Linked DNA regions of Mus musculus: region 1 is linked to region 2. Evidence: chromatin contacts called from public promoter capture Hi-C data. All regions are on one chromosome and are shown on one strand. Each heading gives the region's core, a stretch centred on a gene start, on an enhancer-like site or on the middle of the called end of the contact. The rest is flanking DNA. Distances are from core to core; before and after follow the strand shown.

Region 1 (5,133 bases), core at 1,848-4,347, 1.4 Mb after region 2:
TCTTCCTCTCATTTGCAGTGTGTGTATGTATGTATGTATGTATGTATGTATGTATGTATGTATGTATGTGGGCATGTATGTATAATGTATGTATAATTTATACACATAAATATATGTATGTATATAAATCTGTGCATAGATGTGTGTGTGTATGCTTGTGTGTGTGTGAATGTTATATATGTGCCTGTGTGTGTGTGAGAGAGAGAGAGAGAAAGAGAGGGAGAGAGAGAGGAGAAAGAACCCTATCTCTGGAAAGAGGAAAGAAATCAAGAGAGAAGAGGAGGAGCAAGAGAAAGAATAAGAGTGAATATAATCAACGTATATGATATTCATGAATTAAAGTGTTAGTACAAAATATACTATATGTTCTAATAAAGATAACACTACAAAAAGTACAAAGCAAAATGCACCAAAACTTTAAATGCCCTTTAGAGCATATACTGTTTTCCTACCATTAAGTGCTAAGTTGCTTACCTGTCCACTGGTTTTTTTCTCCCTCTCCCATTAGGTTGTGAATATACACTTCCCAGGAGAGGGGCTAGCCTGCAAGGAGCACCAGAGAGCTTTAAAAGTGATAGAAATATTCTATATCTTGATTGCAGTAGGACATTACACCCTCACTCAAAATGAACTGGAAAATACATTTAAAAAAAAAAAAACTAACCTTTTTAGAAGCCCAGAAAAGTGACTGAATGATAACCATGAATTCTCATAAGAAGTTGGTTCCCATGCAACAGATTAAAAGGCAGAGCTCCAAAAAATCATGACGTTTGCCCAAGCCACACCTATATAACACACTCAAGCCCTCGTCTTCGGTCTGCCTACCTGCCTCTCTTCAGAATGAGTCCCTTACAAACTAACAGCCATACTTTGGTTTGGGTCATGATAAATGCTTTCACAGAAATCTACTAACTGGAGAGATAATATTTTGAGAGTCCTCTGTGTTAATTTCTTGAAGCTGCTGTAAGAAAATTATCACAAACTTGGTGGCTTCCAATAACCAACCAAAACTTACTATTTCACAGTCTGGAAATCCAAAGTTGAAAATCAAGGTGCTGCCAGAACCCAGCTCCCCCTCTAGGCTTTAGGAGACAATGGGTTCCTAAGTTCTTCCTGCTTTGGTGGCATAAGTGACAAATGACAGGAGGTTGTGTTGTTCCATGTTCTCCCCCACCCCCTTACCTCTGCATGTTCCTCTGAACAATAGAAACCACTGAGACACATTTCAAAGAGAGCTCCTTTATGTCGTTAGAGCTGAACAGACTCAGTTTGCCATCAAGGTCATGTTCATGGGTTCTGGGGCTTAAGGCGTGTATATCTTTTCAGGAGTCATTCTACAAACCACTGAGCCCACCCTGGTTCCATATAGCAGTGGGTTTGGAAACACTCCAGGCAACAGGCTAGAGTATCAGAAGGCTGACTTCAGCAGTTGTTCTTCTCCCAGTCCTGCTGTCCTACACCACCTAGCTCATCTGTCAACAATGTGTTGTATTTCTCCTCTGTATGCATGATGTGTGTGTTTGCTTGTGGGGTATATATATGTGTGGTATATATATATGTGTGGGTGACCATTTCAGCATACACATGTAGGGACCACAGTTGACATGAGTGTCTTTCTTGATTGCTCACCCTTTATATATTAAGGCACAGTCCCTCCATCAGATCCAGAGCTCACTGCTAGTCTAGCCATCCAGCTTGCTCCTGAAATCCTGTCTCCACCTCCCCAGCACTGAGATGACAGTCAAACTGCCACATCCTGGACTCTAAAAATGCTAAAGCAACAACTTGATCCACTGAGTTATCTCTCCAGCCTCTGCTTGTATTTTTAAATCAAATACTGCAGAGTATTTTGAAAGGAAGGAGCCCAAGTGGAAAAGAATAGCGATGAATAACATTGTTGGGTAAATAATAGTACTGCTGAGTCATAATAACAGTCCTGCTGAGTCATACTAACAGTCCTGCTGAGTCATAGTAACAGTACTGCTGAGTCATGGTTCTGTGAGGTGAATAACAGTGCTTGTGAGTGAGTGATATTACTAGTGAGTGGTAGCATTGTCATAGAGATGTGAGGCCCTTTTTTATGAAAAATAAATGACAGGCAAGTAGAAAATATGTGTCAAAAGATAAAAGAGAACTGCCTACAAAAGAACACAGAACATAGACTAGACCATTCTATATCAAAACAAATGTAAAGACTAAGAGTGTAGTTCAGTAGTTGACCACTTATCTAGTATATAATGTTTGGGTTTAATCTCTGTACTACAAAAAAAAAGTATTAATATAGCCATACGCAGAGGAAAAAAAGAAAACATTTCCAGCACTATGTCTAAAATCAAATATCTGTTAGTTAAAAAGAAAAGGGAGTTGCCATGATCAGTGACATACAAAAAGCCAGGTGCTATCACTCACCACCCAGGCTCTTGGAGGACAGATAGGAGAATCCTGGCTTCCTGCCAGCCAACCTAGGCACCCGGACAAGGCCTGGGTGTCAGGGAGAGACTCTCTCTGGAAAAAACAAGGAAGGTGATCCTGAAAAGAGATTCCTGATGGACCTGTGACATATACACGCTCAGGTGTGCACACATATAGATATAAAGCCAAAACCACAAAGGAAATGTCTTCATTTTGTAAAAACACAAACGAACTAGACAGATGTCTTCCCCTAGCAATAGACAGTACCACCGTATGCAAATAAGAGCAAGATTTCCCCCTCAGGTTTTTAACCCTAGAGGATGAATTTATTTGACTGCTTCTCGAAGCAGTATGGCTGGTGACTTGTCAGGCTTCATGCAGAATGCAGTAAGGCACAGCCTTGTGACTGCAGGCTGTTTGATTTAGTCTGCACAGATATTTGAACCTTGACCTTCAACCTTTCACTGCCCACCCTCAAAGTCTCTCTGACAGGAGGAGGTCACTGCAGGGAGCCTGAACCTCCCCCCATCCCCCCACCCCCAGCAGCAGTGCATAACTACTCAGCAGGGCACGTGGACTGCAGCCTCCTGCTACAATATTTACATCCTATTCCACTGAGATGGCCCGTCTCTGCTCACATGACCCAAATGCAGTTCTCACTCCACCAAGAACAAACAGCCAGCACGCAGTCTGCGCTGGCGGCTTTGCACATGCTCCGTCTGGCCCTGTGAATCTCACTCACTCATTGAGGTTTCTATTGGTTTAAAGCGACCTTCCAGTCGCCTCAGCCGAAGCTCTGAGATCTGCAGCATTTTCCTGGCCCAGATCCAAGGCAGGCACCCCCGTGAAGGCTGTCTTATTTTAGGGTTTGGGATGTTTTGTCTGTCTGCTTGGGGGAAGGGTATATAATACTCACACGTCAGTGTTGATGGTGAATGGGATTCTGAGAGTAACACTTCCTCCCCTGCAGAAAGAGTGTTTTTTATGTCTTTGCAAAGGTAGCCTTGAAGGCGCCCGGCAGATCTAACACACACTTAATTCTACAACGGGAGCTGACGCCAACGATGCTGAAGCTGACTGACGTTGGCTGCAGTGTGTGAAATGGTGTTTTCTCCTCTCCAGAGCCCTGACTGGGTTTTTTTTGCCGTTCTGATGGTAAACGATGAGACAGGCTACCATGGATTTCAGCACCTCTTCTGTGTTTGATCAGCACAAAGGTAACACGATGTTTTACCACTCCAATGGCGAAGAGATTTCCAGTTTGTAAGGAGAAGAGGAAAGGTGTGTGTGTGTGAGTGTGTGTGTGTGTGTGTGTGTGTGTGTGTGTGTGTGTGTGTGTGTGTGTGTGTGAAAACAAACCTGGTAAGGACTTGATAAGCTTTTAGGAAAAGAAAAGAAAAAAAAAGCTTACGGGCTTTCTGTCTTGCGGATGTATTCCTAGTCCTACTCTTTGGTTTGAGACATATCAGCTACTTTAGATAGTATCATCTTTATGTCATGTCATAAAGTATGTTAGAGAAAGCAATATCAGAATGCATACCGGGCCTCTTTCAGCCCGTAAATCTCATATTTCGTCACTTCAGCCATCACGAGGCACTGTGGATTCCCCTCCAAGAGAGACCTGACCCACAGACGGGTCCTGCTGATGCCACACCTCGTTCAAGACCGTGCAGTGACTTAATACTGTATTATTTAATTGCAATGGCAGAGTGGGTTTTTTCCCCCTACCCTTCATTTGCATACAGAAAGTCATCCTTCCACGGGCCAAGTAGGCTGTGAGATTCATTGCCATCATCAGACTCACAGCCTGTCAGTCTGTGTGAGTGTGGCTTTGCATGTGCTGTGTGCCTCCACACATGTATTTGTCATCTGTGTAATTAGACCATTTTTTCTATGTACGATGGAGGGGAATTCCCACACTTTAAATACAGCAGACCTTCCCAGAGCCTTTTAATGAAACGTACGGCATCTAACCCACTCGCCGCACTAGGATTCTGCAGCTTCTCAGAGCTTGGTTAGTTTCTTTCTTTCAGCTACACTATGAAATGGTGGCTTGCGGAAGCCTCATTAGCAATAGCCATTTCTTCTTTCTTTTTCCCAATTATCGATGCTTCAAGGCAAGGTCACCTCCTCTAGATCTGGCTTCGTGGCATGGGTAAATGATGTTTGCTCAATGGATTTCTCAAATAATAACATAGATTTAGATTCCTGAGGCAGATAGAGTCTTCTCCAATTCTTGCTCAGAGAGGGGGTAAAGAGGGAGAGAGAGAGAGAGAGAGAGAGAGAGAGAGAGAGAGAGAGAGAGAGAGAGAGATCGATCTTGAGAACATCTTGATTCACACTGAGTCTGTAGACAGGCACCACAGGAAGGGGGCTTACTGTAGTTCCCCCACCACCACCTCCTCTCCTCCCTGTACGTTTTGTTCCACTGATGGCAATCAGCAGAAGTGAGAGCTCTGCTTAGAATCAAGCTGCTTGTGCTGGTTAGAGAAGAGTGTTGCCAAGCCGCAGAATCACAGAGAAACACGGTGGTCATTTGGGAGACTAATCTGAGGGAGCAGGGACTGACTGCAGAAGAACAAGTCCTTCAAAACAAATGTATCTGTGCCAGCCTGGCTCTTTCTATCTGGAGTGAGCTTGGGAAATAACTAAAGTGCTGGTTTAGAATATTTTCTTGCAGCATCTTTTGTGGGAGCAATTCAGGGCAATTCTTCTACCTGA
Region 2 (5,301 bases), core at 2,773-5,272:
GATATCAAACGAATCGAGGTTCTGTCACCTTAAATATCCAGGTTCTTACTTGCTTTGTTGCTGCTTCAGAGAATTCTCCTGAGTGCCTTACACAGGTTGACCTCACGCTCCACCTCCGCCCTATCCTTTCAGCCCCAGGCCTAAGTATTTTAAACAACCCTCAGTACACATAGCATAAGTTGCCTGTCAGTTTTAGATCAAGGGCCCACATTATCTGGCTGCAGAAACCAAAGCAAAAAGCAACTGCCGTTGGACTATAAATGAATGGGCAAATGACTACCTGACTAAGTCAATGGAGAAATACATAAAATAATTTCTCAAAACAAAGGAAACATATTTAGTTCATCTTCTTCTTTGTAAGTGTTCCCAATTTTCCTTTATAAATGATATCTAACTCAGATCTAACTCTGTGGCCAAGAGGAACAGGAAAGCACTAAAGGGAGAAAGCTGGGACCAATGGTGATGATTTTCATGGAGAGTCAGTTTCACCAGCTGGCCTTGGGGCAGCCTCCTTTCCTAATTCTTCACACAGCTCACCTCAATCCAGGCCTGCACTTCCGTGCAGCTCAGCTCCACCTGAACAAATTGAAGCCATTTCTCCTTTCAGTCATCTGTGCATCTTACACCTGCCCTTTGGGGTACCAGGTTCTAGGGACTGTGTCTCAAGGAGGCACAGTGGTTCTGAGCCCTCCTCATTTCAACTGCTAAGTCAAGGCAAGGTACAGAGGAAAGGAGTCCCATAGCATCATGAGTTAAACCTAGGAAATGAGAGAGACTATTGACCAGGGGATATTTAGTGAGACAGCTTCCTTTCTGGTCTGCTGCTACATAACCATTAGTTCTGGAGAATGGCTAAATTTGGAAGAGGGTAACCGAGCACATAAAGGGGAGGAGGTCTGTACAGTATCTGAGGAGAAACAGCTGATTTTTTTCAAAGGCATTCAGCTCTACCATATAATGGTTTTATGATTTTTCATCTTTACTTTCATTTTGTTTTAAGGCCCAGATACAGATAAAAACAAGACATCATCTTGTGTGTATACTACAGGAACTATAACTGCATGCCAGATCTCAGCATCCGTACCATAGGAAGGAATATGCTTCACTGGAGTATGAGGCATGCATGGCCCTTGAAAACCCATGCTTTGACTTCTTGAGTCGGAGACAGATACAGAGTATATGTAGGCAAGATGCGCAGTGCTGGATAACTTACTGTTTTTATTCAAGTCTAGCTTTCATCATGAGCCAGGCAGTTTATGCTTTTGCCATTTGTCTGCATAATAACTATGTATTTTATAATTATATGAATAATTGTTTACATGATTATCTTGAGTATACATTCAGTACATGTATTATTATATATACTGAGGTTTATAATAAATACACTTGAGGCAATGCTTCGGTTCACCACCCACATCCCCACAAAGGTAAGAATGAAGGGTTTGTTCTCCCAGCTTTGATAGGACTGTGGGAAATGGACCTCACTGCCATTCCTGTTTGGGATTCTTTTATCTGAATAAAGATGGCTCACCTTAAATGGCCCTGCTGATTACTGATTTGCTACATCAACATGCCTTTTCCCTGAATCAGCACAAATCAGAAAGGCCATCACACCTGGCTGTTACAGTGGCTACTGTGGCCAATCTCTTGTTGCGACAGCCTATCTCAACATTTTCTCTTCCAAGCTATAGTCAACTCTTTTATGTGGATTATTCTTAAGACATTCTCTAACAAATATGTGCTACTCTATTTCCTTTTCAGAATCTACTTTCTGTGGACATCTCCTACTATATAACCTCCATATTAGCTAATGTCTCCTGAGGAAGATTAAAAAAAAAGATTAAAAAAATTATATTAGCCCAAATTATGGATGGATTACGGATGACTTAGCTACATTTGGAGTTTGAAAAACATACAGTAAATGATATTTATAATTCAAAAGGAAATAAGCTTTTGAAGTGAACTCTGTTTTCAAAAAACCTAAATATTAGGAAACTGAGATGACCTGATTTAGAAATATATCAACTCTTGTCAAGTATTTTGTGTATGTGTATTTATGTATGCATATGTGTATATAGGTGTGTGTATGTATATATGTATGGGTATATATTTGTGTATGTGTATATTTATGTGTTGTGTATCTATATGTATGTGCATGTATGTGTGTATATGTACGTAAATGTATGTGTATATTGTTCTATGTGTAGGTGTGTTTATGTATATGTGTGTATGTATGTGTATGTGCATGGATGTATATGCATGTTTATATATGGGTGTGTTTGTTTATGTGATGAAGACAGTACACCCCTCAGCTACAGACTAATACTGGCTGTGGTCTGCTGGGGTTGGGGAAATCACTGTCTTCACTAAAGTGTCCACTAGTAAGTTATTTGTGTTCCAGTGCTCACTGGTTAAATGCAGACAGCCATGAACCAAAGCCAATCATTACCAAAGCCTTAAGTCACACAAGCAGAATGGGGACTAGGAGTTTAGGAGGAGTGCCTGTGGGGGTGGAGAGAAGGTAGGAGCTGTAGATGACAGTTAGCATCTGTTCCTATTAAGAGTGAACCTTCCACAGTCCTTTATTCCACCAGAGGTCTGTTAGCAGTAAGTTAATTTTAGGAATAGTAGTGAGAACCACTTCTTTAGACACGAAGTTCTATTCTCAATCAAATTTCATACCACATAGCCAGACTTATCAAACGTGATGGGTTTTACTAAGAATGTCACAAATCGCACAGACTTGTTCTCTGATCCGTTGGCATCATTCCATAGCCCATGCATCTCTCTGCCCCTTTATTTCCCTGGAGTAGGTGAAATCTTCCCATCTCATGTTCTTCCAGGGTTCTAGAAGCTATTTGAGGATGGAGAGTTAACAGCTGACGCTCTGACACCTTGGCCATAGCTGTCTATGATGACTCTGTGTCTTACATAGTCTTCATTGCATTCAAGACGAGCCATGCAACAGTTGTAGGAAACAAACCATCATTTTCATATTTTTGCATTCCTGAGGATTAAGTGTAAGACATTGCACATTCTAAGCAAGCAAGCACTTTGCCCACAGAACTTCACCTTTAGCCCTGAATTGCGGGAGAAAAAGGCTAAAGAGGAAGATAAGAGCCAGACAAAAAAACTTGACTTCCGTGATAAAATTCTTGGGCTTGATACACAGTGACAAGGAATTATTTTTTGGCTTAAACAGGAGCCAAATCTGTTTGTTTTAGACCATCATTCTGTCTAAAGTATGAAAGAAGAAACGGAAGGAGACTATCACTGTTGTGTCAGGAACGTCTGTGAGGACATGTGTACATGTATGTCTGTACCATAAGTAACAGTACAAGAAGGAGAAGGAGAAGGTAGAGGCTCAGCTGGAGCAGCGGTCCTTTGTATCTGAAAAGAGAACTCGCTTCTCTGCTCTGTGCTGAAAAGAGCCTCTGGGTTAGCAGGTTTCTGGTTAGCTTTGCCCAGAAATATTTACTGTCAGCAGCCTGAAAAACAGAAAACTTCAGGATGTTTCTCTCTCTAAGGCCTCAGATGACACTTACAGCAGCAGTTGTATTTCCTCTTTGGCTTCAGCTGCCTCTGTGCACGCATGCTCCAGTCCTGGCTGCAGTCCAGGGATCCCACCCTTGGCTGTGGAAACACTACTTCCTCTCTTTGTCCACACAGCCCAGCGCTGATTATAGCTTCCTGCTACAGCTAACGTGAGTGGCCTTGTCTTCTGTTTGGCATCTCACCTTTTCCATCATCCAAACCAGCAATGCTCTGAGGACCAATCTTTCTCTCACCCAAGATAGATTTCAAAGGTGTTCTTTATCAGATGGACCCCAACTGATACAAGAAGGGGCACATTTCAGAAACACGTAGGAATCAGAACTTTGGGAACTTTTTGAATATATCCTTTCTGACCTAACTTCAAGTTGGCCTCCTGTGTTGCTAACAGATGTATGCTGTATTGATTCCTCAGTCTTGTGGCTATACCTTCACTACAGCCATCCATGGTAAGCTAGTAACCTTAGAAATAAGAGATCAAAAGCAACAGGATGCTTGTATAAGAGGCAGACGAGGCTCTGCAGGGCTGACATGCCATAGAAGCCAATCATGTTCTGGATCTCCCAGGACTCAGACTTCCAGAACAAGAAACCTGTCACAAAGGCCAGATCCAAATGGCTCAGCTATCAGGACTTGACTAGGATCATCATGCGTGGTAACCTAACAGAAGGACGTTTTAAAACACTTCCTTTGGTCTTGCAGAATCCCGACAAAGGAAGGCCAGTTTTGAGTGTCAGTAAGAAGATAAATGTGAAGCGCATAGCTGCCTGCGCCACAGAAACCAGCACAGCGCGAGGACAGAATGGAGCATACGCAGTGAGCCTCACCACTTCAGAGACTTAAACAAACTGGAGGCATGCTCTGTAAGGTGATGGAGGTGTGGTGATGTGGCTGGAGCTCCAAAGCAGAGAGCTTACAGGAGAGCGGTCACCTCTCTCTGGAGAGCAGAAGCATTGTGGCCTTTGAGCTACTCGTGGGTGTTATCATGAGCTTCCTCTATCACTGTATCATTCATAAGCTTGCTTTCCAAATTGTTTCAGATTTACAAAAATGCCGCCAAGGTGGTATAGACTCCAGTGATTCTCAACTTGTGGATAGCAACCTCTTTGGAGGGTCATATGTCAGATATCCAGATAGATACTTACATCGTGATTCAAAACAGTAGCAAAATTAGTTATGGAGTAGCAATGAACTAATTTTGTCATGGGATTCACCACAGGGGGAGTTGAATTAAAGGGTCTGCAGCTTTAAGAAGGTTAGGAATCACTGGTATAGAGGATGTCTTTATTTCCCTCTATTCTGTCTGTGGTTAATATTTTACTGTCATATATTCGTCACAGTTTTTTTAAGTCAGTACATTACTGTTAAATAAACTCTTCACTTAATGTGAAAGTCACTAGTACCACCCCTCCCTTCCCCAGGATACCACTGAAGGGTTAAAAGTCTCAGGTAGACTGAGAAAATCCAGACTGGAAACTTGACTGGTAATAACACCTGGCTTCTATTAAGATAGATAACACACTAACCTCCTTTGGTGTTTTCCGCTGGGACCCTGCAGGGGAACTGACCTCAGATAGAAGCTTCTATCCCCAAAGTCATTCCTCTTTCCTATAAAATCCCCTAGCCCACTGTGCTAATGTAAGTAGCTTCCATTCACTCAGAGAGACCTCTCCCCTTCAGCTGTTCAGATTAAAGGGCAATTCTGCTTCTATATACAGAATATATATTTATATATGGTCTGTCTCCTCT

Evidence for each region. Promoter capture Hi-C pulls out the DNA fragments that hold promoters and counts their contacts.
Region 1: a promoter capture Hi-C map of pre-B cells shows a contact between it and region 2, with 4 times the contacts expected there. The contact joins the promoter of Ankrd55 here to the promoter of 4930526H09Rik in region 2. A contact is called at or near these places in 3 of 39 promoter capture datasets (liver and pre-B cells).

What each region holds. Positions count from the first base shown.
Region 1 is chr13:112,285,354-112,290,486 of GRCm38.p6, forward strand. Ankrd55 (ankyrin repeat domain 55) reads left to right here and starts at 3,098. Exons shown (of 11, transcript NM_029898.3): 1 at 3,098-3,629. The coding sequence starts at 3,575.
Region 2 is chr13:110,899,824-110,905,124 of GRCm38.p6, forward strand. It overlaps 4930526H09Rik (RIKEN cDNA 4930526H09 gene), which reads right to left and starts at 4,023. Exons shown (of 3, transcript NR_131194.1): 1 at 3,546-4,023. It overlaps Gm38397 (predicted gene, 38397), which reads left to right and starts at 3,676. Exons shown (of 5, transcript NR_131193.1): 1 at 3,676-3,704; 2 at 3,944-4,001; 3 at 4,255-4,420.